Regions from separate parts of the Mus musculus genome. Here all the other regions are linked to region 2. The links are chromatin contacts, called in public HiChIP or PLAC-seq maps. All regions are on one chromosome and are shown on one strand. The core of a region is the stretch at or near the end of the contact, and the rest is flanking DNA. Distances in the headings are between cores, read along the strand shown. Region 1 holds the start of Uncx (UNC homeobox). Region 2 holds the start of Fam20c (family with sequence similarity 20, member C). Region 3 holds the start of Micall2 (MICAL-like 2). Region 4 holds the start of Gpr146 (G protein-coupled receptor 146). Region 5 holds the start of Zscan21 (zinc finger and SCAN domain containing 21). Region 6 holds the start of Zfand2a (zinc finger, AN1-type domain 2A). Region 7 holds the start of Zkscan1 (zinc finger with KRAB and SCAN domains 1).

What was found. HiChIP or PLAC-seq counts read pairs in DNA pulled down with a chosen protein or histone mark.
Region 1: a contact with region 2 is called in an H3K27ac HiChIP or PLAC-seq map of embryonic stem cells, with 5 times the contacts expected there. The contact joins the promoter of Uncx here to the promoter of Fam20c in region 2. A contact is called at or near these places in 4 of 484 Hi-C or Micro-C datasets (all in embryonic stem cells), 3 of 115 datasets of contacts at active chromatin or transcription factors (embryonic stem cells and pancreatic cancer cells) and 1 of 9 other capture datasets (embryonic stem cells).
Region 3: a contact with region 2 is called in a FOXA1 HiChIP or PLAC-seq map of pancreatic cancer cells. The contact joins the promoter of Micall2 here to the promoter of Fam20c in region 2. A contact is called at or near these places in 2 of 115 datasets of contacts at active chromatin or transcription factors (bone marrow-derived macrophages and pancreatic cancer cells).
Region 4: a contact with region 2 is called in an H3K4me3 HiChIP or PLAC-seq map of bone marrow-derived macrophages, with 2.6 times the contacts expected there. The contact joins the promoter of Gpr146 here to the promoter of Fam20c in region 2. A contact is called at or near these places in 2 of 115 datasets of contacts at active chromatin or transcription factors (bone marrow-derived macrophages and pancreatic cancer cells).
Region 5: a contact with region 2 is called in an H3K27ac HiChIP or PLAC-seq map of bone marrow-derived dendritic cells, with 5 times the contacts expected there. The contact joins the promoter of Zscan21 here to the promoter of Fam20c in region 2. A contact is called at or near these places in 1 of 39 promoter capture datasets (hippocampal neurons), 2 of 115 datasets of contacts at active chromatin or transcription factors (bone marrow-derived dendritic cells and bone marrow-derived macrophages) and 1 of 9 other capture datasets (macrophages).
Region 6: an HNF4G HiChIP or PLAC-seq map of pancreatic cancer cells shows a contact between it and region 2. The contact joins the promoter of Zfand2a here to the promoter of Fam20c in region 2. A contact is called at or near these places in 1 of 39 promoter capture datasets (embryonic stem cells) and 2 of 115 datasets of contacts at active chromatin or transcription factors (microglia and pancreatic cancer cells).
Region 7: an H3K4me3 HiChIP or PLAC-seq map of bone marrow-derived macrophages shows a contact between it and region 2, with 2.0 times the contacts expected there. The contact joins the promoter of Zkscan1 here to the promoter of Fam20c in region 2. A contact is called at or near these places in 2 of 115 datasets of contacts at active chromatin or transcription factors (astrocytes and bone marrow-derived macrophages).

What each region holds. Positions count from the first base shown.
Region 1 is chr5:139,542,143-139,545,515 of GRCm38.p6, forward strand. It overlaps Uncx (UNC homeobox), which reads left to right and starts at 1,756. Exons shown (of 3, transcript NM_013702.3): 1 at 1,756-2,137; 2 at 2,313-2,488. The coding sequence starts at 1,852.
Region 2 is chr5:138,753,631-138,757,090 of GRCm38.p6, forward strand. Fam20c (family with sequence similarity 20, member C) reads left to right here and starts at 1,451. Exons shown (of 10, transcript NM_030565.6): 1 at 1,451-2,595. The coding sequence starts at 2,006.
Region 3 is chr5:139,734,428-139,737,784 of GRCm38.p6, forward strand. Micall2 (MICAL-like 2) reads right to left here and starts at 1,906. Exons shown (of 17, transcript NM_174850.3): 1 at 1,591-1,906. The coding sequence starts at 1,733.
Region 4 is chr5:139,379,322-139,382,749 of GRCm38.p6, forward strand. Gpr146 (G protein-coupled receptor 146) reads left to right here and starts at 1,318. Exons shown (of 2, transcript NM_030258.5): 1 at 1,318-1,422. The region is part of intron 2 of 3110082I17Rik (RIKEN cDNA 3110082I17 gene); the gene reads right to left.
Region 5 is chr5:138,114,911-138,118,289 of GRCm38.p6, forward strand. It overlaps Zscan21 (zinc finger and SCAN domain containing 21), which reads left to right and starts at 1,995. Exons shown (of 5, transcript NM_011757.3): 1 at 1,995-2,097; 2 at 2,926-3,010.
Region 6 is chr5:139,482,874-139,486,574 of GRCm38.p6, forward strand. It overlaps Zfand2a (zinc finger, AN1-type domain 2A), which reads right to left and starts at 1,618. Exons shown (of 7, transcript NM_001159908.1): 1 at 1,404-1,618.
Region 7 is chr5:138,083,208-138,086,528 of GRCm38.p6, forward strand. It overlaps Zkscan1 (zinc finger with KRAB and SCAN domains 1), which reads left to right and starts at 1,877. Exons shown (of 6, transcript NM_133906.4): 1 at 1,877-2,024.

The DNA of each region.
Region 1 (3,373 bases), core at 506-3,005, 790 kb after region 2:
CTTACTTTTGCCAAAGCAAACTTGTCACTGTGCCCTGGGGTTGTGATGATCAGGCTTCCTTCTGGGGCAGGCGGTCAGAGTACTTTGCCTACAAATTTAGAGTCAGCAAAAAGCCATCTCTCCAGTGACAAACTTGCTTTTACAAAGGATACATCCCCATCCCCCATCCCCATCCCCCATCCCCCTCCCCCATCCCCCATCCCTATCCCTCATCCCCCATCCCCATCCTCCATCCCCATCCATCCTGGCTGCGTCCACCTCTGCTCACAGTCCGTGCTTGCGGCTTATTTAAGGATATGTCCCCTAATGATTTAGTTTTTGAGACTATCAATATTTTACAGTGGAGAAGGGAATGGCATCTCACTGCGAACATAATTTAATTATAATAGATGGGTTAGTGCCTCCAACCCATTCTTCAGAGCTGACTCAGAGGGAGATTTATTTATTTATTTATTTATTTATTTATTTATTTGAAGGGATGCGTGGGCCATTGGTCACTATCCTGAAGTTACCATTGTCCTTCCTCCTTCCATGCTCCCTCCTCCTCTGGGCTGGCATCCAGGACCCATATGTGTGGGAGTTAAGTGGGGTTAGGGTGCCCCAGCTGCCACCACCCTGTCTATATTGATGGGGTAACTGCCAATCAAGGAGGAGGGCGTCGGGTTAGACTCCTTATAGGTGGGGGCCGCATTTGGCTGGATCACTGTTTGGAGGTTCTTCTCTCCCCCCCTTCCCCTCCTCTCCTCTCCCTTTCTCCCCTCCCCCTTTCATTCTGGTCTCTCCGTCCATCTAGTCCCACTTCCCTCCCTTTCTTCTCTTTTTCTGCCTTGTTCCCCTCCTTCCTCCCCTTCTCTCCACTCTCCGTTTTCATTCTCCCTTCTCTTTATCCTCCCCGCTTTCTCTTCTCCTCTTCTCGCTTCTCTCTGTCCTTCCATCGCTTCTGGTTCCACTCCTCTCTCCTTCCTTTCTCCCCCATTACTTCTTCTCCTTCCTCCTCCATTCTCCTCCCTTTCTTCTTCTCCCCTCCCCTCCATCCTTTCCTCCTCTCCATCCACTTCCTCTCCTTCCTCCCTTTCTCTTTCTGCACTCCTCCTCCCCCAAACCTTTCCTTTCTCCCCCTCCCTCCTGGGCTTGTTCTTCCTCCTCTTTCTTCCCCTTGGTCTTCCAGTTCGTCGGGACACTTCTCTCCCCTTCCTCTCCTCCTCTCTTCCTCCCCCTCCTCCTCCCTCCGCCGCTCGCGGCAGCCCGCAGCCCGGGAGAGGCCGCTGGTAGAGAAGCCCTTGTAGTTTTAAATTCAATGTGACAGTTTCGGAAAGAGCGGATGATGAATCTCCCATTATTGGATCAGTCTATTTGCCGCTCAATGTCTCTCTGTAATTGGAGCAACATCACTTTAAAGGTTCAGAGAGTACAGCATTTCTGGTGAAAAATCCCCACAACACGCCGGCGAATGTTTTAAAGGGAAATCTATTAGAAGGAGGCGAGGGGCGGGAGCGGCGGGGAGCAGGAGTGGGGGGCTCGCCGGGGGCCCCCGGCCGGCCGAGCGCGGCGGTGCCCCTCCCTCCCCACCCCGTCTTGTTGTGACAGCTCCTGATACTGTTTATGGAGGTGCGTGTCAGGTATAATTAGCAATCGATATGGAAAACGTTTCCTTGCACCCAGCACGCCTCTGACGTCAGAGCCGATTAGCGCTTCTTATTGGTCCCAAATTCCCCGGGCCGCGGCTAATTATCGAGAGCTTGATGTTGATAAAGTAAAGCGGCGGAGCGCGGGCCGAAGCATGTGTAGGGCTCCGGGCCCCTGTCCCCGCCGCCGTCCGCGCCCCCGCGCCCCGCCAGCCCCGCGCGCGAGATGATGGACGGTCGCCTCCTGGAGCACCCGCATGCCCAGTTCGGGGGCTCGCTGGGCGGCGTGGTGGGCTTCCCCTACCCGCTGGGCCACCACCACGTGTACGAGCTGGCCGGTCACCAGCTGCAGTCGGCCGCCGCCGCCGCTGCCGCGGCCTCGGTGCCCTTCTCCATCGACGGCCTGCTCAGCGGCTCGTGCGCTGCAGCCGCCGCCTCGGTGGTCAACCCCACGCCGCTGCTGCCGGCTGCCTGCGGGGTGGCCGGCGAAAGCCAGCCCTTCAAGCTTGCAGGTAGGCTGGAGGCGGGGACACGGGGAAACACAACGGGGGGCCTCGGGGTGGGGTGCACCAGGCCGTCGGAGAATAGCGACCCACTCCTCCGTGCACCCCGCACCCGAGGTGGGTGCAAGCGGGACAAGCATCTGCCAGGTGGCTGAGCCTTGCAGCGTCCTGTGCATGCCCGCAGACTCGGGGGATCCAGACAAGGAGAGCCCCGGCTGCAAACGGAGACGCACCCGCACCAACTTTACCGGCTGGCAGCTGGAGGAGCTGGAGAAGGCGTTCAATGAGAGCCACTACCCGGACGTGTTTATGCGCGAGGCGCTGGCGCTGCGCCTGGACCTGGTCGAGTCCCGAGTTCAGGTAAAGATTGGTGTCGCCCAAGGAGTCCGAGATCCCGCACTAGGCGTGCAGAGCGCGGTGAGGCAGGGCCACCTTTGTTCTAAGTGGCGGGGAGGTGGTTTCAGGCTCCGCGCTGCTGGCCATGGTGGGGATTATGAGGGTTGAACCCCTTCTCCCATCTGGAGGTGAGTAACTTGAGAGTGCCGAGGTGATTGGGGAGAGATCCTGGTGGCGCCCCAGTAGCCACTGCAGTGACTGCGTTCGATTCGGGGAAGCCGGGTGTAGGTTGGCTGCGGCCGCGGCGCACAGTCTGGAAAGGCTGCCGAGGCTCGAAAAGCCCTCCAGGAGGGGACAAAGTGGGCCCTGGCCTGGGCGCTCTTGACAGAGGCTTTCTCCCATCCTCGAAGCTGACAGATCTGTTGCTTTATTTCTGGCTTGTGAAATATTAAGATAGAAACATGCATTTATCCATCGTCTTACAAACAGCCGCTGGGGGGGTGCATTTGTGGGAGAGTAGGTGGAAACTTTCGCGGTTAACACATTGGAAAAGAGGGGGCTTAAAAAAAAGGGCATCTGAATTTAAGATTCTTCTCCATTAAATTCCTCCCTCCCCAACCTCTTCGTTATTCGATTTCATGAGGAGTCAGGAAGCAGTATTCATTAAAAAAAAAAAAAAAGCAGCGTTAATTTGGCGTAATAAAATTCCAGAATTAATGTCTGCATAATAGATGCTTTCCTAGAATACAGAAACCTTGGGGTCTGTGTTATTAGTGGGTGCCTGGGGTGGAGGCAGACGCTGGCAAAATACCAGTTTAGCGCCATAGCTTTGCCTGAAATATTTGGGTCCTGGGCTTTGGCCTGCTCTCATCTGTTTAAAAATCCCTCTCTCCAAATTGTTCTGTGGCT
Region 2 (3,460 bases), core at 201-2,700:
CCAGGAGCAGGTGACTCTACCCTGATGACATTCGTCTCTCTCCAGAGGTCCCAGGTTGTGGGTGCTTCCGTCCTACTCCCACCTCAGGCCCACCATCTCCACACACAAACTCATTGTCTGTGTGAGTGGGAGGGCCGGATGAATGCAGAATGCCTCAGTTTTCATGATGTAAGCCATACCTTCTTGGGGAGTGCACCTCTATTAAGACCCCACCCACTGCACTCTTGGGTTTCCACTATGCTGCCCAACACAGGCATCAGCTCCTGTTACAGGAGTGTGGAACTCCACCCTCTCTTCCTTTCTAAAGGCCTAGGAGGCACCTTTGCTGACCAGCTAGCTGGCTGCGACTCTCTTCGTCCCTAACAAGCAGCTAGTGGGTGTCTACTGAACGTCAACTAACACAGACTTGTCGCTGAATCTTCAGAAAGAACATGAGTTGTGCACTTGATTCATAGAGAACTCGAGCTGAGAGCATTCCAGGGCCGGGGAGCACAGCCAAGAGAGCATGACAAAGAGGGGCTCCGTAGAGCACAGACTCCGCCCCTCAGTCCCTTACACAGCAGTTGGCTTGGGCTGCTGTGGAAATCTGCAGGTGCTTGAAGCCCTGAGGTCTGCTCAGCTTGTGGATCTGTGGCTGACCCTCTCACGCTTACCTTCCCAGAATTTTAGCAGAAATTCCCAGAGATTCCTACTTCCTACTAGGGGTTGGGGATCCAGAAGCCCTGTGGCCACAAATGAAGCCACGTGGTGAAAGCAGATCTCTTTTTACTGTGCACCCCGATTTAGCATCCCAGAGGGCAGGCAGCGAGACGCGCCCCGCCCACCGCCCGCGCATCCGCGCCACTCAGCCAGGCTCCGCGCGGCGCCGCCAGGGTTAAGGCGCAGGCGTGTCCCCTGGGGTGGGGTGGGCCCGGCAGCCTTGCCGAGCTTCTGGAGTCCCATCGGATCGGGGGCCCAACGCGCTCCTCCGCCGTTCTCTCCGCCGCGTGGCAACGTCGTCTCTTCGTCCTCCACCTAGTGGGCTGCGGGTACCCGAGGTGCCAGGACACCGCCCGGAGAGGAGCTTGTCCGGCCGCGCAGACGCCCCGCGGGCTTCGGGGAGGGACTTGGCCTGTTTTCTGGCCTCCACTCGCCGGGGAGGAGCTGTGCGGCTGCAACTGGCGGCGCGTGGAGCTTCAGGGACGCAGGCTACCAGGCCGAGAGCCGCGCGCACAGGGCCGAAGCCACCGCTGCCTGCGGGTTCCCAGCCGGGCCTCTCTGGCTCCCGGCTCAGCGCGGAGGAGGCGCGGCGACACCGCGGGGCGCGGCCAAGGGGGAGGAGAGAGGGGAGCGCGGGCTAGCGCCGGGCCGGCCGGGCCTCGCGGGGCCACGGCTCCGCCAATCTGCGGGCGCTGACGCGGGGGGCGGCTCCGGCGCGCTCGGATATCAGCGGGCCGGGCGCGGGGCGCCTGGAGCTAGGCGGTGCGGGCGCTGCGCTCCGGGTCGGCCTGCTGCACCTGCCAGATCGTCGCCTCTCCCTGCGCGCCCCCTCGCGCTCCCCTTCTCGCCTCTGTCTCTCCAGCCCGGTCTCCCAGCCTCAGCCTGACAGAACAGAGGAGCCGCTTTGTCGCCTGCCCAGGACCCGGCATGGCCCAGCGGGAGCACCGCGCTCTGGATCGGATCTGTCGCGCCTTGGACGGGATGAACAGCCGCGCCTTCTGCTTACACGCCCGCTGAGTGTGGTCGCCGTCCCGGAGACCCTCGTACGCCCCTGCGTTCCCTGTCACCACTGCCACCCGCTCCACCGACGAGGGCCGCTGGCCGCCCCCCGAAATGGCCTGGAGAGCTGGTGCTTTGGTGGCGGTTGTCCTTCACGACGTCCAAGTCTGGGGACAGCCCCCGAGCTGCTAGCTGCTAGTACACTGAATGGACCTTGACCCGCGGGTCGTTGCGGGCTTGGTGCCAAGCTGAGGGGCACCGGTGGAGCGCGCGTCCCGAACCCCCCAGCCCGCTGGCCTGCGCGGCCATGAAGATGATACTGGTGCGCAGGTTTCGCGTGCTCATCCTGGTAGTATTCCTACTGGCTTGCGCTTTGCACATTGCTGTTGACCTGCTACCCAAGCTGGACCGACGCGCCACGCGATCCTCCGGGGAGCCCGGTTGCTCCTGCGCTCAGCCGGCAGCAGAGGCAGCTGGTCCAGGCTGGGCCCAGGCAAGGAGCAGACCGGGGGAGTCCGCCGGTGGCGACGCAGGCTGGCCCAACAAACACACACTGCGCATCCTGCAAGACTTCAGCTCAGATCCAGCCTCTAACCTAACCTCCCACTCCTTGGAGAAGCTGCCTTCTGCAGCAGAGCCGGTGGATCACGCTCCGCGGGGTCAGGAGCCCCGTTCCCCGCCACCCCGTGACCCAGCGCATCGGCCGCTGCTTCGAGACCCGGGGCCCCGACCGCGGGTACCGCCCCCTGGCCCCAGCGGGGACGGATCGCTCTTAGCCAAGTTGTTTGAGCACCCTCTCTACCAGGGGGCTGTGCCTCCTCTGACAGAGGACGACGTCCTGTTTAATGTGAACAGCGACATCAGGTTTAACCCCAAGGCAGCAGAGAATCCTGACTGGTGAGCAGAGAAGAGGAGGTTTGGGGTGGGGCTAGCGCGTCCGACCCTTCGGGAATAAAGACACCCCACTAGAAAGCTATTTCACACGCCAGGCATTTTGTGTACCTTTGGGGGACCCTTAGAAGAGGCTGGTAGGGATCCCTGGTGGGCGGGGCAGATGTGCCTCTTGCCTTTGTCTTCACAATGATTCTAGGGAGAACGGTTTGGGAAGCTCCCAGTGCCCTGGTGTGGGAAGCTGGCGGCCCACCAGAAGCCAGGAGAGCCCAGTGCTCCACCTACAAGGAAGCATGCTGGCCAGCCCTGGCGATGGCTGAGGAAGCAGATGAATGAATATGTTGGAGAGCCAGCCAGGGAGAGTGGGAGCAGCCTTCCCCTGGGAGGGGTTGGGCTTCTGGCTCTGAGAGCGATGGGGTGAGCTGTTCAGGGTGGACGTCTCCAGAAGGCCTGAATGTACCTAATAAGTCTTTTAAATGCAGTCACGGGGACAAAAGCGGCTGAGGAGTGCTGTTGGCAGTGTGGAGGCCTTCCTTTGTGGCCACCCTGCCTGGAGGAAGGTAAACCATCCTGGAGTTGTCTTCCGAGCTTTGTGCCCACCCCCACCCCCACAGCTGCACAGATCCAAATAAGCCCAACAGAGTGAAATATTAACCACCAGCTGGCTAGAGCAAATAACCTGCAAAGGTCCCCGGGCAGCAGAGAGAGAGTCACCAGTCCAAAACAACCTCAGAAATCCTTTCTCTCCCTGGAATAGGACCAGGCCCTGTGCCTTGTGCCTGCCCATGCGAGCTTTTTGGTTCCTTCTGGACTTCGCTGGCCAGAAACCATCAAGCAACGGCCCGCTGAAAGAGTGGAGAGGGTGTGGCAT
Region 3 (3,357 bases), core at 656-3,155, 980 kb after region 2:
ACAGTAGGCACTCATTAGATAAGTGAGCAAATCTTTAACACTTGCCTGTGCCAGCATATACATGCACACACAAGTAAACATACAAGTATAAATAAACATATATCTCTTCGTGTACACCTCTCCTCCTCTGTGGGGACTACATGTCAGGCCATGAGCACACATAGTCCCTGCTTCGGAGCAGAGGAAACCCCATGTCTGCAAAGGCCCTGTCCCTGTCCAATTACCAGCTGAGGCTAATCCAGCCAAAATCCAACATCATCGTCTCCTCCACTTGAGAACTCGTCACATAGTTCTCATCTGAGCTCCCCACTCTGCATCATCATCCAGACTCCCCCTGCACCACCGGAAGAAACCTGACTACCCACGTTCTCATCCCAAGTCCATTTTCCAAGGTCTACATCCTTGGCCCAGCATCCATCGAAGCTCAGCTTCCTGGTTTCCACATGACTGATGCCCCACTGAGCTCACACCATCCATCTCCCTGAGAGTGACTGAGGCTCATGCCATGGGGCCCTCCCAAGCAGCTCGGGGGTTGGGGTGGGGAATTCATAACCACAGGGCAGAAGCCTACTTCTTGCTCAAGATTCCGGCTTCCTGAGCAGAGCAAAGCTTGGCACAAGGGAGTCTGATAGCACCAGGCCTGGCTCTTCCTGACACATTGTGTAACACGAACAATATTTGTTTGTTTTTCCTTTTCGGAGCCTCAGTTTCCCCATCTGCACAGCAAGAAGGCTGGCTGAGGTGGGCTCCACAGGTGCTGCCTGGAGCCTCACTCAGCCCTAAGACCTCCCTGGGAAACACTCCCAGACCAGCCAACTCTGCATTTATGTACCATGTACAGGAGAATGCTTTCCTCTGAAGGGCATGGGCTGTAGGTGATCTTGTCCCATTTCAGGACTCTGGTCACCAGACTAACTTAGGTCCCTGTAACAGAGTCTGCCTAAGTGTTTGCTAAGTGAATAACTGATAGAACAGTTTGAGTTGTGGGCCAAGGTCCTTCAACAAGACAGAGCTGGCTTGCTTCCCAACTTCCTATGCCAAGACTCTTCTTCTATAGAAGGCTTTAGACCCAATCCCTGTCCTCTCCTACAACTTCCAAGGATGATGGCCCAGACTCCATTGTCTCCTGTCATTCTAAGGTGCTAAAAGGCTTGCGCTTCCCTCTTTGATTGCTTTCCCAAAGATGCCTAGACAAATTAGAGGAGGGGCAGTAATCCCACTAGAAGCCTCAAATGGCCCTGATCTTGGGGCCAGACCTCAGACCCCCAGGAGCTGTTCCTTTGCCCTTTCTCAGGGAGCTCGGGGAAGGCGGACGCTGCCCTGAGTCACCACTGACTAAGCCGGCTGGACAGCCCATGTCCTGGCCCCTGGCCCAGCTGCACTTGGTGGCCTGCACAGAGGCTACTTGACTGCCACAGCCTTGGAGACCACCAAATAGGCTGTACCTGCAGGTCTCTGCTCTACCCCGGGTGGCCCATCTGAGAGGGGTGTGTCTGAAACCTCCGACCCGGATCCCAAGGCAGGCGTGGCCTCAGTTTCCCGTTTGCAGCGGCACATCAGAGCCCGACAGAGGGGTTAAAGAGCACTCACATAAGGTCAGGCCGGTGTCGGTGCAAGATAGCGCAGAAGGCCAGGCCATCGCGGAACGAGGTGGTCATGTTGGTGATGCTCACGTCCCGGTAGCCCTCGCACTGCTGCCGGCACCATTCTTGCAGGGCCTTTATGGCGGCCATATGGGCGGCAGGACGGGCTGGCGGCTCGAGGAGCTGGCTACAGGCCCCTCTTGGGCCCGAGACGCGCAGGAGGCCCGGACCCGCCGACCACCAGCCGGGCTGGAAGAAGAGAACACCGGGAGACCGGCGCCCCACACACTCTTGACGCCTGCGAGGCCGCCGGCCCCGCCCCCTAGAGGCCCCGCCTCTTCAGACCCGCCCCCACAAGATCACGCCTCTTGAAGGCCTGGCTCACCAGCTCCAAGCTCCACACAGGCTCCTTGTTCCGGCCGCACCGCCCCAGTTTGGTCAGGCCACACCCACGCCCCACAAAGGGCACGCCCACATAAGACCACGCCCCCTCTTTCCTGGGACTTGAAGAATAGGGGCCCGGTACTCTGGGCGTTGGCTCCCGCCTTGGCCTTTAGCCATAACTCCCAGCAGAGGCGTCGGGGTTTTCTTTTTTTGTTTTCCTTGAGACCGGGACCAATGTAGCTCGCATTGGCCTCTAGCTTATTATAAAAGCAAAGATGACCTTGTGTTTCAGATTCCCCAGCCTCCACCTCCTTTACTGCTCTCGGATTACAGGCTTGTGCCCCACACCATGCCTGGTTTGTGCAGTGCTGGGTATGGACCCTGAGGCTTCCTGCATGCCAGGCAAGCATACCACCAGCTGAGCTACACTCCCAGCTACGGTTTTCTTTCTTACTTTTAATTCTATCTTATGCATATGGGCTTTGGTCTGAAAGTGTATCTGCACCCCTTGTGTGTCTGGTAGCCCGGGAGACCTGAAGAAGGCCCCTGCTCTTCTAGAATCGGAGTTGGAGCGGGTTGTGCTGCCATGTGGGTGCTGGAAACTAAACCCCAGGACTTCTGGAAGAGCAGCAAATGCTCTTAACGACTGACCCATCTCTCCAGTCCAAACCCGCAACAGCGTTCTTTTATTTTATTTTATTTTTTAAAGTTGAGGCCAAGCTGCCTAGTCTGCCTAACTCATCCTCCTGCCTCAGCCTCTAGAGTTGGCAGCCTGTTGACAAATGGGAAAACAGAGGCTAGGGTAGATGCAACCTCTGAGGAGTGTCCCTTTTCAGGGTCTACAAAGCTGTCTGGTTGGAAGCTGGGGTGGACCTTGCTGAGTAGTGTGCTTTCCCATCAGACAGATACTGGTCGTGATGGCACACACCTGGAATCCCAGCCCTCAGCGGGGAGAAGCTGGAAGATCAGAAATCCAAGCTTATCCCAGGATACATATGGGGTGCAAGGCTGACATGGGCGACCTGAGACCCTGTCTCAAACTTTAAAATACTGTCTGCTTTCCCTTCACCCTCAAGGGTGCCAAGCCAGCCAGAATAACCGCTCTACATTCACAGAGGAGGAAAGGAAGGCTGAGGGGGCACGCTCCAGGGGTCTTGAGACAGGAGACTCTTAGCCTCTTTCAAGTCTCTGAGGATGCCAGGGGTGATTAAGGAAAGTACCTCTCCCAGGTCCTCAGTTAGAGCCAGGGGCTGCCCTGAATGTTCTTTTGTTGTTTTGTTTTGTTTCTGAGACAGAATTTCTCTGTGTAGCCCTGGCTATCCTGGAACTCACTCTGTAGACCAGGCTGGCCTCGAACTCACAGAGAACCACCTGCTTCTTCCTCAAGTGC
Region 4 (3,428 bases), core at 68-2,567, 630 kb after region 2:
ACAGCAATTCACACACCCTACCATGTCCAAGATGTCTAGCTCGGGGACATGCCTGCTCAATGGGAGGACCGCCCGCAGCCGAGTCGGCGGCTGGGCCCTCTTACTCTGAACATCTGTGCTGTGCTTCGGGTGGTGCAGAGCAGGCAGCCAGTGGGGCCTTGCACTAGGAGGGTGCTCGGTTCACCAGCAGCACTCCCCAGTTGTGAGTGAAACCTCACAGGAACCCTCTGGAAGGCCCAGGAACCCTGACACTTCAGAGTCTCACCAGGAATCCTGAGGGTCAATTATTTATGGTTTACTTTCATTTTAGATTATGTGCCTATGGAGCCCAGAGGTCCACCTTGGCCATCATTCCTCAGGTGCTGTCCACCTTGTTTTTTATAAGACAGGGTTGGCTTTTTGGGGGTGGGGGTGGTTGGTGGCCTGAAATGTGAAAGTTAGATAGGCTGGCCCAAAGGGCCCCAGCGCCTGCCACCTCCCTAGCACTACAAGCACATGCTACCACACTCAACCTTTCTGACATGGGTTCTGAGGGATCAAACATAGGTCCTCCTGCTTGCAATTGGGCCAACAACTCCAGGACCCTCCCCCCACTTTTGACAGTCTTACTTTGCAACCCCAGTTGGCCCAGAATTTGCTATGTAAGCTACAACAGCCTTGGATTTATGGCAGTCCTTGCTCTGCCTCTTGAGTGCTGAGATTATAGATGGGCACCATCATGCCCAGTTAGGCTATCTGTGTGTGTGTGTGTATTTTGTTGTTGTTACTCTTTGTTTTTTAAGATCTCATGTATCCCAGGATACCCTTCAGGTGACTATGTAGCCAGGGACAGCCTTGAACTTCTGATCCTCCCTGCTCTATCTCCTGAGTGTTGGGACTACATGTATGCACGCACCACTACCCCTGGCTTATGTGGTGTTGAGGACTAAACGCCGGGCTTCCTGACTGTTAGGCAAATACTCTAAATGGCACCATTCCCACTTTCATGTTGGACAGCAGCTACACAGTGGGTCGGAGCTGTTTTCTCCGGACAGCTCCACTTAGACGCCTCTAGGACCGGGGAAGCACAGGTCGGGGAAATTACAAACTTTAATGGGGGCAGGTGCGCCGCCCTCCAGCATTAAGGCGGCCGGCCGTGGCTGGCCAAGGGGATTGTCCGTTCGGACTGGGGGCGGAGCCTGCGGGAACTAAGCACCGGTTCCAAGAAAAGGGCGGAGCCACCGAGCTGTGGGTCGGGAGAGAGGGCAGGGCCTGACGGCGTTGCTCGGCGGGCGGGGGCGGGACCACGCGAGCAGCCCCCGGGGGCGGGACGGGGTCACGTGTGTACACAGCCCCCACGGCGTGCGCGCCGTGAGCTCCGCTGCCTCCTGCAAGCCCAGCTGCCCGCCCGCGGCCGGTGCGCGGGCCGCCGCCCAGCGAGCGGTGAGTGGGGCCCGGGGAGGGGAGCCCCTAATGCTCTGTTCCAGGCGGGAGGAGACCGCGCCAGGCTGCGCTGGGTGGACGCCAGGGACAGGGAGTGTGGTCCTGAACCCGCGGCGGGCGGTGGGTTTGCTGCCCGAGGAGGCGGACGGGCTCTCCTAGGACGCTACGGTTACCATCTTCGTCCCTTCTGTTGGTTAAGAGCGTCAGGACATTTGGAACCCGTGCGTAGAGATAGCGGAACTTGCGCCATCGGCCCTGAACATTCATCGGGCACGGGAGGCAGTACCAGCAACTAGAACCCCAAGTGAAGGGATACAGTTTCTTCGGTCCTCAGGCTTGCTGACTAGGACTAACTTAGTACCCGCTGTCCAGAACAGCACCTGCCAATTTAGCGCGCCCCGGTCTGTGATTATGTTCTTGCGAGCTGCATTCCTATTCTCGTCCTGATCCAGCAACCTGACATCTATGTCCACCTCCATGTATCAGAGGCACTGATAACCTGGGGTTAAGCTAGCTTGAAAGAACTATAAGTTAATCCTATTGAAACGCCTCTGGACGTGTCCTGAGGCCACTCCACCCATAGGGGACCAGGCACTATCTCTGTGAGTGCAAGGAAACACTATTAATAATTACACTAAGGGTACAGTCACATTATCCTAACCTGCCATGTAAGTCTTTGAAGAACAACCACAAGGTCCAGATTTCCAAACTAGAACCTCTGGTTGCTCCCAGGGTACAGTGTATCAGTGTCCCCGTGACTCTTTTTTTTTTTTTTTTTTTTTTTGGTTTTTCGAGACAGGGTTTCTCTGTGTAGCCCTGTCCTGGAACTCACTTTGTAGACCAGGCTGGCCTCGAACTCAGAAATCCGCCTGCCTCTGCCTCCTGAGTGCTGGGATTAAAGGCGTGCGCCACCACGCCCGGCTCCCCGTGACTCTTGAATGGGCTCATGAAGAAAGCTGCGACACATCCAGCTAAACCTAATGTGGGGATGCATGGGGATTTAGGTCAGAATGTGTAGGCTGAGTAGTTGGGAGGGGATGCCTGTGTGGTTCACAGACTGGAGGAGACTCTTGCAGCTCCCTGGGCATTCTCTCCTTCCTTACCCCACAATGTCCTAGCATAATCCCCTCCTTTAATGACCCAAACATACTGAGACATGAAGCCAAGCCCTTGGGGGAGTGAGATCTGTGCTCACAAGTGAGGCTCCTGTTTTCCTTAACCTGCCCTAGTTACTTGCTCCTGCCTGCAGCCTCTCAGCTTCCCTGTGGCTCGAGCTGTCCTGACCCAGCAGCCGGACAGTTCAACCTACAAGTCTGGCTGGCCAGCACTGGGTCACATGTGTCTCTGAGCTCTCAAAGGCCCTGGTGGCCCAGGACTCCAAGCACCACAGAGGCTTCAAAAGGCAGAGAGGACTCGGTCTGCAGAGAGACGTGGTTGACTTTTCAGCAGAGACGCAGAGTGACCTGTGCACCCCAATGTCCACTCTGGGGACCCTTTCATACAGGAGTTTCCCCATCTGAATTAGGAGCGCTGTAAACCCAGCAGAGCATTGTTGTGATGGGAGCAAATGTGACAAGATGAGTAAAAATAACCACCAGAGCCATGATAAGATCTGTGGCTTTGAGCACTTCCCTGCAGGTGAAGCCACACCCAGGTTTTTTTAAAAGCTGAGGTTATCAGGAGCCCAGATGGGGGTGCACGCCTACCCGGTGACTGAAACGGAGACTATCTGTTCTGAGTTTGCTCCTTGTTCTGAGGACGCCTCTATTTATCTATTTTTGTTGTTGTTGTTGCTTATTTCCCACTACCTCCTCCTGGTGTTGTGTCTGTAGTTGAGGCTACAGGCCTCAAACTGTGTTAGTCAGGGAAAGAATCCAAGTTAACAAGTAAACTGTGAGCAGAAGAATAAGTTCTCTCTTCCTCCAGGGAAAAAGGCAGCCCAGGGTCCCATATAGGCACCCTGCCTGCTCTGAGGCAGAAGTAATTTGGTCTCAGCCTCTCTATCC
Region 5 (3,379 bases), core at 745-3,244, 640 kb before region 2:
TTATTGTTATACCTCATATTTTTATCTGCTTTAGTTTTTAGGTTTGTTTATTTATTTTATGTATGTAAGTGCTCTGTCTTCAGACACACCAGAAGAGGGAATCAGATCCCATTACAGATGGTTGTGAGCCACCGTGTGGTTGCTGGGAATTGAACTTGAGACCTCGGGAAGAGCAGCCAGTGCTGGTAACAACTGAGCCATCACTTCAGCCATGGTTTTAAGTTTGTTTGTTTTTTTTTTTTTAACAGAGTCTCATGTAGGCCAAACTGGATTTATGTAACTGAGCATAACCTAAAATACCTGATCACCCAACCTCCAACTCGGAAGTGCTGGGGCTACGATTGTGTACTGGCATACCTAGCTCTAATTATTAATATATATAATGTCTTCAGAGCTAGGTAAATAACTTGATGATGGAGAGAAGTGCTAGCTTGCATAAGGCATTGGGTTCTACCCCCCTCCCCCAGCACAGAAAGAAAAATCTATAGTGGTAGAACAAGCATACACAAATAGAGAATCAAAATCTTGTCTCAGCTTTGCTATCAATTTACACTCTAGTACACACTGGATCTGATCTGCCAAGACACTGCTTTCTTCATACATAAACAAGAACTCAGGCAGATTGTTCTCTGTGTTTTTGATTGTAATGGCTATTCCTGGTTGTCAACTTGACTCTATCTGGAATGAACTACAATCCACCTGTGATCCAGATCTTGAGGCTGGAAGAAGATTCTGACCTGGATCTTGGCATGGAGATCTTGAGGCATAGTGGCCATGAGAAACTTAGGTCCATGCCGGGCATGGTGGCTCATGCCTTTAATCCCAGCACTTGGGAGGCAGAGGCAGGTGGATTTCTTAGTTCGAGGCCAGCCTGGTCTACAGAGTGAGTTCCAGGACAGCCAGGGATACACAGAAAAACTCTGTCTTGAAAAAACAAAAAACAAACAAACAAACAAAAACAAAACAAAACAAGAACAACAAAAAAGAAAAACTTAGGCCCAGGAAACTAAGGCAAAGAGATCTCTGAGTTCTAAGAGCCAGGCATGGTGGTACACACTTAATCTGGGCCACACCTTCTGCTAGAGATTTGCTTAAGGACATTGGAAGAAGGAAGAGTCCCTCTTCTTCGGCTGCTTGCACTTACTTGCCAGCACATCTGTTGGAATCTACTTCTACAGACGACCAGCTGGAACACCTAGCTTCGTGGGACTGAGCAACTACTAGATTCTTGGACCATTGCTGGGGTACAGACTGTAAGTTATCACAATAAATTCACTCAGTATAGACAGACATTCCCTTAGTTCTGTGACTCTAGAGAACCCTAACTGTTACAGTGCTCATGTACACAGTGTGTTTGCAAACATGTGAAGGCCAGAGGTTAATGTTAGCTGTCTTCTTCAATTGCTTCTCTACCTTGTTTTTGAGACAAGGTGTCACTGATCTGGAGCTAGGCTGCCCAGACAACAGACTGCAGGGGTCCTCCCAGCACTCGGATTACAGGCATGTGATGTACCATAGTCTTTTTATGTGGTGCTGGAAATCCAAATGTAGGTCCTCACGCATGAGCTCTTTACTCACTCACTGATCTAGAGGCAAGTGGATCGTTTATAGAGTTCGAGGTCAGCCTGGTATACATAGAGTTCCAGGCTAGCTAGGGCTAATGACATGTTTGTCTCAAAAACAAGGCAGTGGTGGCTCATGCTTTTAATCCCAGCACTCGAGAGGCAGAGGCAAGTAAATCCCTGAGTTCGAGGCCAGCCTGGTCTATTGAGTGAGTTTCAGGGCAGCCAGGGCCGCATAACCCTCCAAAAACCACCCACCCTCAAAAAAAGAATGAACGAAAGAAAGAAAAGGGAGGGGGTAGGAAGAGAGAATGAGAATAAAAAAAGAAATAGGGGGAGAAACAGATCACAACCAGGACAGTCGCAGCCTCCGGTGAAACAGGATACCGACAACGCTCGGATTCCTAGAGGGGCGGCTGCTCCCCCTCCAGAGGGGCGGGGCTCTGACGCGCTTCCGGTGGTGCTGTCGTTCAGCCGCTGTGAGGATTCCAGACTCCAAAGCGGTTCTGAGTCACGGTGAGCCTGCGAGTCCCAGGTTAGCCTAGCGGTCGGGGAGCGTTGGCCAAAAGATTTCGAGAGGGTGGGACGGGTTTAGCGACTGTGGTTCTGGTTCGGGGAGTTCCTCCATGGTGGTTCTGGGAGATTGAGGAGGAGCGCCCCGCCCAGCCGTCGTCGGCGCCCGCTCTAAGGAAAGGCTTTTCCACCCCCGAGGGCTCCCTGGAACAAAACCCTGATTCTTTTGCTTCCGGAATCGCATTTCTAGTCTCTCCGTTATTGTCTGTTACCTGACGGAAACTGCCCTCTTTCTTCCCCAGCAAGAGCCCTGAGATCTAAACTCAGAACTAATTGTTAAGAATAAGCCCAAGTGTAGAAACCTCTGAAAACCCGAATCTCCTCAGTCTTGAGTCTTGTCCAGTCCAGGCGGGGAATTGGTCCCGGTGGGCTTTGTGCGCACTGGACAAGGATTTGCTCAAGTCTGGAAAGATTTTTAGACGATCGTTTGTAAAACGCGTATAGGATAGAAAGGTGATTGATTTATTTGGTGGCTGACATAGTTGGAAATCTGTTGAAAGGGGACACTTAAAGAATTGTGAACAACAACAACAAAATCAATACAGGAAAATTGTTTTTCAAGTGGTGGAAGGCTTCTGAAGAGAGACTGAGTATTGGTTCAGGGCTATTGAAATGATGCAGAATTTGGCTCACTCTGAGCTACTAGATCTGCCCAGTAGTTATGCTCTTCAGAATTATTGGCCTGCCTGGAAGCTTTTTGAAAATTAGTTTGCTCGGTTTGAGACGGGGTCTTACTGTATGGCCTACACTGGTGTATAATTGGTGATCCTCCTGTCTCTGTTCTCTTCAGTGCTGTAATTACAGGTATGCACCACCACGACTTCAGCTTGGAGTTTCCAAGTGCAGAGTGTCTTAAGGGCATTATCTACTACAAGGTAATAATTGCTGTTCATTTGATGCAATCTGTGATAGTTTGATTTGTTTACACTTCGTCTTGCACAGAATGAATTTGAGGCTGATTAAGGGAGTGTGTGTGTGTGGGGGGGGGACTTATAAACTGTAGAATTCGCATAAAGGAGGGAAAAATTGGGAAGTGACCAAAAGCCTGCTGCTAGACTTCGAGAGTTAGGTTTTTATTTTTTTACTCTGTGTGTGTGTGTGTGTGTGTGAGTCAAAGGATAGTTGGCATAGTTGACTGCTTCCCTTCCATTACATGGACACCAGTCTCAAAACAGGCAGCAGGTCGGTTGCATTTGTTACCCACTGAGCCATCTTGTCAGTTGAGTTAAACCTTTAGATAGGGG
Region 6 (3,701 bases), core at 368-2,867, 730 kb after region 2:
GCTATTTGTGAGAAGCACGGGAAACCCAAACCATCCTGGGGCCATGGGAAAGACTGCCATCTCATAAATTCTCAGCAAAGAGCAAAGTGGTCGTTTCATCATAAATACCAAGCCTTGGGTTAATAAGAGAATGCTCTGCGTAGCATGTGGGAGGGGGAAGTTCTAGGTTCAATCCCCAGCTCTGGCAAAAACAAAACAAATGTGGTGAGAGAAAGAAAGGCTTCCCGTATGGAGTCCATAGCTGCCACTGAAAATTATGGTCTCCTTGGAACTCAAGCTGCAGTCTCAACTCCTCAATACACTTGTTGACATCAACAAGATTCGGTGCCAGGTGCTAAGTGGCATCAGTTGACTATGCTCCCCAGAGTAGGCTGTCCCTTGCCTCTCCCTCCCTCATGCCTTCAGTTTTACTTTGTGCACACGCCATAATGACATCAGGCCAGGGCCGATCAAGGCAAGCGGCACTTTAATTAACCACAAGAAACAGACAAGCAGAGAGGCTGGCATCCCGGAGACCAGGCTTGAAGCAAAGTCTCCTCCAAGTCCTGTCACCTATCAAATGACTCGAAACTCTTGCACTTTCCACAGGTCAAGTCCCCAAAGAGCTTTTCACATCTTTCTATTACTTTCTCTGCTGGGAACTTCTTATCTACTCCTTGTTGAGAACTCTCAGGCTTCAGAAGACATCTATTTGACTTGTCAAGGACCAGTCTACAGTGTCACTTCCTCAAACGTCACCTCTAACACCTCTAAGCCAATTCACTTCCCACCCTTCCCCCTTCCTTTCCTACTGCATTTAGTGGTTAGGGTGGATCTCATTCCTGTCGGGGAGGAAACCTTTTAAGTCGTGCACAACAGAATCCGCATTATGAAATGTTTTTGTTCAAAGCAAGCAGCACGTGACGTATTACCAAATGACCACCGACTGTTTCTTTTCTCCCCCCCCCCTTTTTTAAACAGGGGGCCGGGGGCCTAGGACAGACGCTATTTTGTAGTGCTGGCTGTCCCTTAACCCGTTTTGTAGATCACTTTGGCTATCAACTCGGAGATCCGCCTGTCTCTGCCTCTGGAGTGCAGGGATTAAAGGCACGAGCCACCATGCCCTGCTAGTAGACTGTTTCATGAAAGTGTGTCTCACTACTTAGCTCAGGTTAGCCTGGAGCTTGTGATCTAATAACTCAACTCCCCAGCGCTGAGACTACAGGCCTGCAACAACCACTATGCCTGGCTGCCGCGACAATGGCTCAGGGCAGTTGACCTGGGGATGTGAGATGTCACTGTGCTGAGACAGTAACTCCTTGATGGCCAGGCCACGAGAAATCACAGCGCGGAGACGCCAGCCCCTAGTTCACCAGCTCCCCGGGCCCCAGCGGCCCGCAACCACACCGGTACCTGGCACTCACGGGTAGTCAGAGGCGGAGACAGACAAGCGGTGCCCTTTGTGGTTATCCCGGTGACACCGCAGTAGAAACTGCAGCTCCAATCGCCGCGAAGCGCCCGACTTCTCTCAAGGCCGGAAAGCGTAGCATTGCCCCTGCAGCAGCCTGGGCCATTTATCCCCAGCCGACAGATCCAGAGTCATACATCCTGGGCGTTCCCGGCGCGCTCTGATGACGCCACACCAACACCAACCAATCCCCTAACATCTAGAGTCGGCCCGCCAGCGCGCCCAAAATGTCATCGAAGGCCAGCCAATTCCTTCGTGTTATGACCCCCAGAGGGCTGGGCGCCGTGATGACGTCACTTACATGTCACCAATCCAGCAGTTCTACGGCCTTTTCGTCCCTCCCTATCCCCCCGCCTATTTTCTAGAACAGTCAGGCAACATCTCTAGCTTAGGCTGAGTCGTGGTGAGGCAGCTCTGGGTGAGGTGACAGGCTTGCCTGTACCTGAGAGCCTGAGACAGGACCCGGCCGGACGTGAGAATCCTGTGTCTCAGTAGGAGTTCCCTGAGGGCTGGGATCGCGGTATGCACAGATTGATGGCCCATTTGTGAAGCTGTAAGGATCCCAGGACTCGGGGAGGCAGAACGCCAGGGACAGGTCATCTGAACAAACATGCCTTGGAAAAGTGAGGTCCAGTCTACAGAAGAATTACAAGATGATACCCAAAATGCCTGTATCTCTGTTACCAGAGTTGCTGGAGCACGGACTATGCATGTGATTTAAGAAAGATGTTCAGGGCTGGTGAGATGGCTCGGTGGGTAAGAGCACCCGACTGCTCTTCCGAAGGTCAGGAGTTCAAATCCCAGCAACCACATGGTGGCTCACAACCATCCGTAATGAGATCTGACTCCGTCTTCTGGAGTGTCTGAGGACAGCTACAGTGTACTTTAAATAAATAAATAAATAAATAAATCTTAAAAAAAAAAAAAGAAAAAAAAGAAGAAGAAGAAAGAAAGAAAGAAAGATGTTCAAGCCGGGCGGTGGTGGCGCATGCCTTTAATCCCAGCACTCGGGAGGCAGAGGCAGGCGGATTTCTGAGTTTGAGGCCAGCCTGGTCTACAAAGTGAGTTCCAGGACAGCCAGGGCTACACAGAGAAACCCTGTCTCGAAAAAAACCAAAAAAAAAAAAAAAAAAGAAAGAAAGATGTTCAAGTGTTGCTGACCCAAGCTCGAGAATACCAAAGATCTGTGGGCTAGGCTAATAGACCCAGAATACTACTGCTCTGTCCTGATTATTTATGTTTTTAATTAATTATTTATTTATTTCTCAATCTGACATAAACTGAGAAGAGGAGACCACAGTTCAGGAAATAACCTCTATAAGATTGGCCTAGGAAGTACTTTTAAGTTAGTCATTAATATGGAAGGGCTGAGCTCCTTGCGAGTAGTACCACCCCTAGGCTGATTATCCTAGGTGCTATAAGAAAGTAAAAATCAGGCCAGTTGGATGTGTACACCTATAATCGCAGCATGTGGGAAGCAGAGGCAGGTGGCTCTCCTAGTTCTTGTCCAGCTTGGCCAACATTACTTTTTGCTTTGTTTTTTAAAAAAGATTTATTTACATGAGTACACTGTAGTTGTCTTCAGATACATATCAGAGGAGTGCATCGGATCCCACTACAGATGGCTGTGAGCCACCATGCAGTTGCTGGGAATTGAACTCAGGACCTCTGGAAGAATAGTCAGTGCCGGCCGGGCGTGGTAGCGCACGCCTTTAATACCAGCACTCGGGAGGCAGAGGCAGGCGGATTACTGAGTTCGAGGCTAGCCTGGTCTACAAAGTGAGCTCCAGGACAGCCAGGGCTATACAGAGACCCTGTCTCAAAAGAACCAAAAGAAAAAATAATAATAATAGTCAGTGCTCTTAACCCCTGAGCCATCTCTCCAGCCCCCTAGCCAACATTACATAGCAAGTTCCAGGACATCCAGGGCTACGTAGAAAGACCATCTCAAAAAAAAAAAGGAGGAGGAGGAGGAGCAAGCTAGTATGTAGTGGTCCTCCACAGCTTCTGCTTCAGTTACTGCCTCCAGATTCTTTCCCTGTTTGAGTTCCTTCTGTGACTGCCTCAATGATAGACTGTTCCCTGAAGTGTAAGAGTTGCTTTTGGTCATGGTTGGCCAAAGACAGCCCCCCACCCCCAGAACCATTTGACAAAACCAGAGTTGGAATTTGAGAGTCTTTATTAAGCTGGCCAGTGACTGCCTGAAGAGAAAGAGTTCTTACAGAGCAGCCCCAGTTGCTCTCTTCAGGAAGCT
Region 7 (3,321 bases), core at 627-3,126, 670 kb before region 2:
CTTTAATCCCAGTCCTTTGAAGGCAGAGACAGGAAGATCTCTGTGGGTTCGAGGCCAGCCTGGTCTACAAAGTTCCAGGACAGCCAGGGCTTCACAGAAAAACCTTTGTCTGGAAAACCAAACAAACAAAAACCTTAGCCTAAAAGCTGTATGTGAGCTAAACTTTTACTTAGAGGAGTTTGTTTGCTTATTAAAAAACAAAAAACAAAAAACCCCTTACTTCTTATCTGGGAAAAACAAACACTTGCCAGAAGCTGTCTGAAAGAAATTTTGTCACAGCAGACAAAGGTCATGTTGCAGATACCATTTATGTTTGCTAAGATAAACATCTTTTACCAGCCAAAATGTGTTGTTATTTGCAAATGCTTGTATATTTTATTGCTACCTGCCAAGTGTTTGTGTATTATTATCTACCTAGCTAGCTATTTGTTCCTGTAAACGTGCCTAACTAAATTCCCTTTAATGATTAAGGGGATCAGAGTCCACTCTAAGATTGTCACAAAGACATGGATGACAACCCCACTACCTGACCTACAAAAAGCTGTAAGAAACTGCCAAGGGGACTGAACCCTTCAAAGCACAAGCGTGCTTTGTAGTCCATGCATGAATAAAGGTTTCTCCTACTTCTCCAAGTGAATGGCTGGCTCCTTGTTTCCTTTAACAATACTGCAAATAGGGGAAGGTGGAATTGGAGGATGACTTGCCTAAGGCGGTTTTGGGTGTTTGGTTTTGGACCCCAGAAGAGGGGACTGAGATGAATATTTTACATATCAAAACAGACCTGGTCTTCAGGTTCTCCCAGCATCCCTCAGATCCTACCTGGTATACCCTGCCCCCAGCCTTGAACTTTCCATCCCAGGGCTTGGGCTGCCCTTCCCCAGAGACTCTTCCCTTTATAATCCAAACATTTTGCTCTCCTCCTTCTCCTTCTCTTCTTTCTCTGCATGTAAGCCCTTTCTCTTTCTGCCTCCCCTCCCATTGCAACTCTCCTGCCTCAATCCTTGGGGCCAGTGAACTCTACCAAGAGCAGCTTCCCAATAAACCTGCCTTTATTATAATATAATCTAGCCTGAATGGGCTCGTTTCACTGGCGGAGAAATAACCTATCACTGGGAGAAGGGGGGCTGATATTGGGATGTAAAGTGAATTAATTAATAATCAATTAATAAAAAAGGAACAATACTTCAATTGCTTTTTAATTTTGGAGTATTGTTTTATAAAGTTATCTCCCCCATGCTGTATGGTCTCTTCCTTGTGGACTTGCCTTTGATATAGAGCCTTCTATAAGGTGGAGCCTCATTTCTGTATTGCCCACAAGGCAAAGAGATAAAGGCAGTAATTGTTGAGCGTCTGTAATTCCTCTGAAAGATCCTTTTAAAGTGCTATAATAGCATATTCTACAGAACCAGTGTAAGTAGCTTGTTTACTGAAAGATAGTCTTTTATCCTCGGGCCACATATCTGGAAACACCATGCACTCAACTGGCAAACCTCACCAGGGCTGATCTGTGAAACCAGACACCCCTGGCTTGGCTTTGATCTAACTCCATCTACACCCTTGCTTCAGCTTCTCTGCCACAGGCATACAATTACTATTATTGATAACTGCCCAAGATGGAAAAGATGGGGAAGAAAGTAACAAATATAGAGCTGAAAAATACTACATCAGGAAAAAAAAAAAACCTGAACACCCTAAACAGGATCACTTTATCTCTATCTGTCACCTCTGGAATTGAAGACAGGCAATCAGGGCTGGGGGGGGGGGGGTGTTGGGTAGGGAGACTCGGAACAAGAAATTCAGAAACCGAGATGCAAAGTCCTCCCGTGTTCCTAGAGGAGACCCGGAAGCTCAACTCGATCCCGGAAGATGAGGTGCTGACCTACTTCCGGTCTTTGTGACTCATTGTGCCTGTGGCGAGGTATTGGGAGGGCCTATGTCGGTGTGCAGTGCCCTTCGGTCGGGTTGAACCCAGAGCAAGCTGTGCTTGGTCGCCCGGCGTCCCCAGGCCGCTCCGGAGACTCACGGTGAGTCTCATGGCGGACTCTCGGAGGACGGGCGGGCTGCGAGGGTGGACCGTGTGACCACCCGGGGGGACTTGGAAAGGAGCCCTGCGGGGTCCCGGCGGTGCTCGAATCTCTGGGGTCAGTGGGGAGCTCTTTCATGTCATCATCCTTGTATAACATTTCTGAGGACAAGATCACAAATGGACGTGATCCCCGTGTCTGGATTCTTCTCCCCCTCCCCCCCTCCTGTCGCCATTTGCTGTGGTTGCAGGGGAAAGTGTTTTGTGTGGTTTTCGTTTTATTGCTGTCGTTTACTTCTCCGGGCGTCTTGGGTCCTTGAGAATCTTGAGATAAACGACGCGGAAGACCTTGAGCTCTGTACAGGTTTGAGGTTCCGAAAACATTTCCGGATCACTTGCTTTTCTGTCTTTCCATCTCCCAACGCTGAGCGAAAGCGCTGGCGGCTTGACGGTGGTTAAAAGATCTAGTAGAAATTAACAGCCGGCTGTCAGCTTTATGCAATGCTTCAAGACCTCTTGCTGGTTTAAGCCTGTTTAACTGTGCTATCTGGGAGATTAGTGGAGTGTTAGTTCACCTTGCTTGATTGCAATGAGTGAGACGTGAAGGGTATCTGGGAGAAACCACACTGGGCCAGTAGGAGATTGATCAGCTTAATGACCTTAGATGAGATTAGACATTTGCCAACTGTCAGTTTTATTATCCATAAAATTAACTACCTTTGCTCAAAAAGGTTCTTCAAACTTGAAATGAGTGGAGTTGGTAAATGTAATTGTAATTTAAAAAAAAAAAAAGGCAGCTCATTTAGTTTGAAGTTCCCCCTTCCTTCCCCTCCCTACACACACACAGCACACACACACATTGATTATAGAGAGTGGCTGTTCCATGGCCTGGGACCAAAGAAAGCATTTATTGTACAGGGCAGTGCTAGGCGGATTGAAAGCAGTCAATAAATACTTGTTGGAATTATGAAGAATTCATTGTAACCACATCAAGTGAAGTTACTAGAAAAGCTGGCCAAATGTGGGAAAATACCTTTATTATAAGGAAACTGTAGTGAAGAATTATCCAGATGTTTTTTTTCTTTCAGGTTTGTGTCCTCTTTCAATTACCACACAAGATTCTTACTTGTTATTTTATTCAGGATCATCTTTGTTAACTTACAGAAATGCCTGCGGCTGAATGCTATTTTCTTTTGTTGATCCTCTACTTCATGTCTCCATGAAGGAAACAGGAAAAATTTCAAGTGCATTATACTATATTTAGATACAACCAGGCCAGTGTACTAAGTTTTAAATCT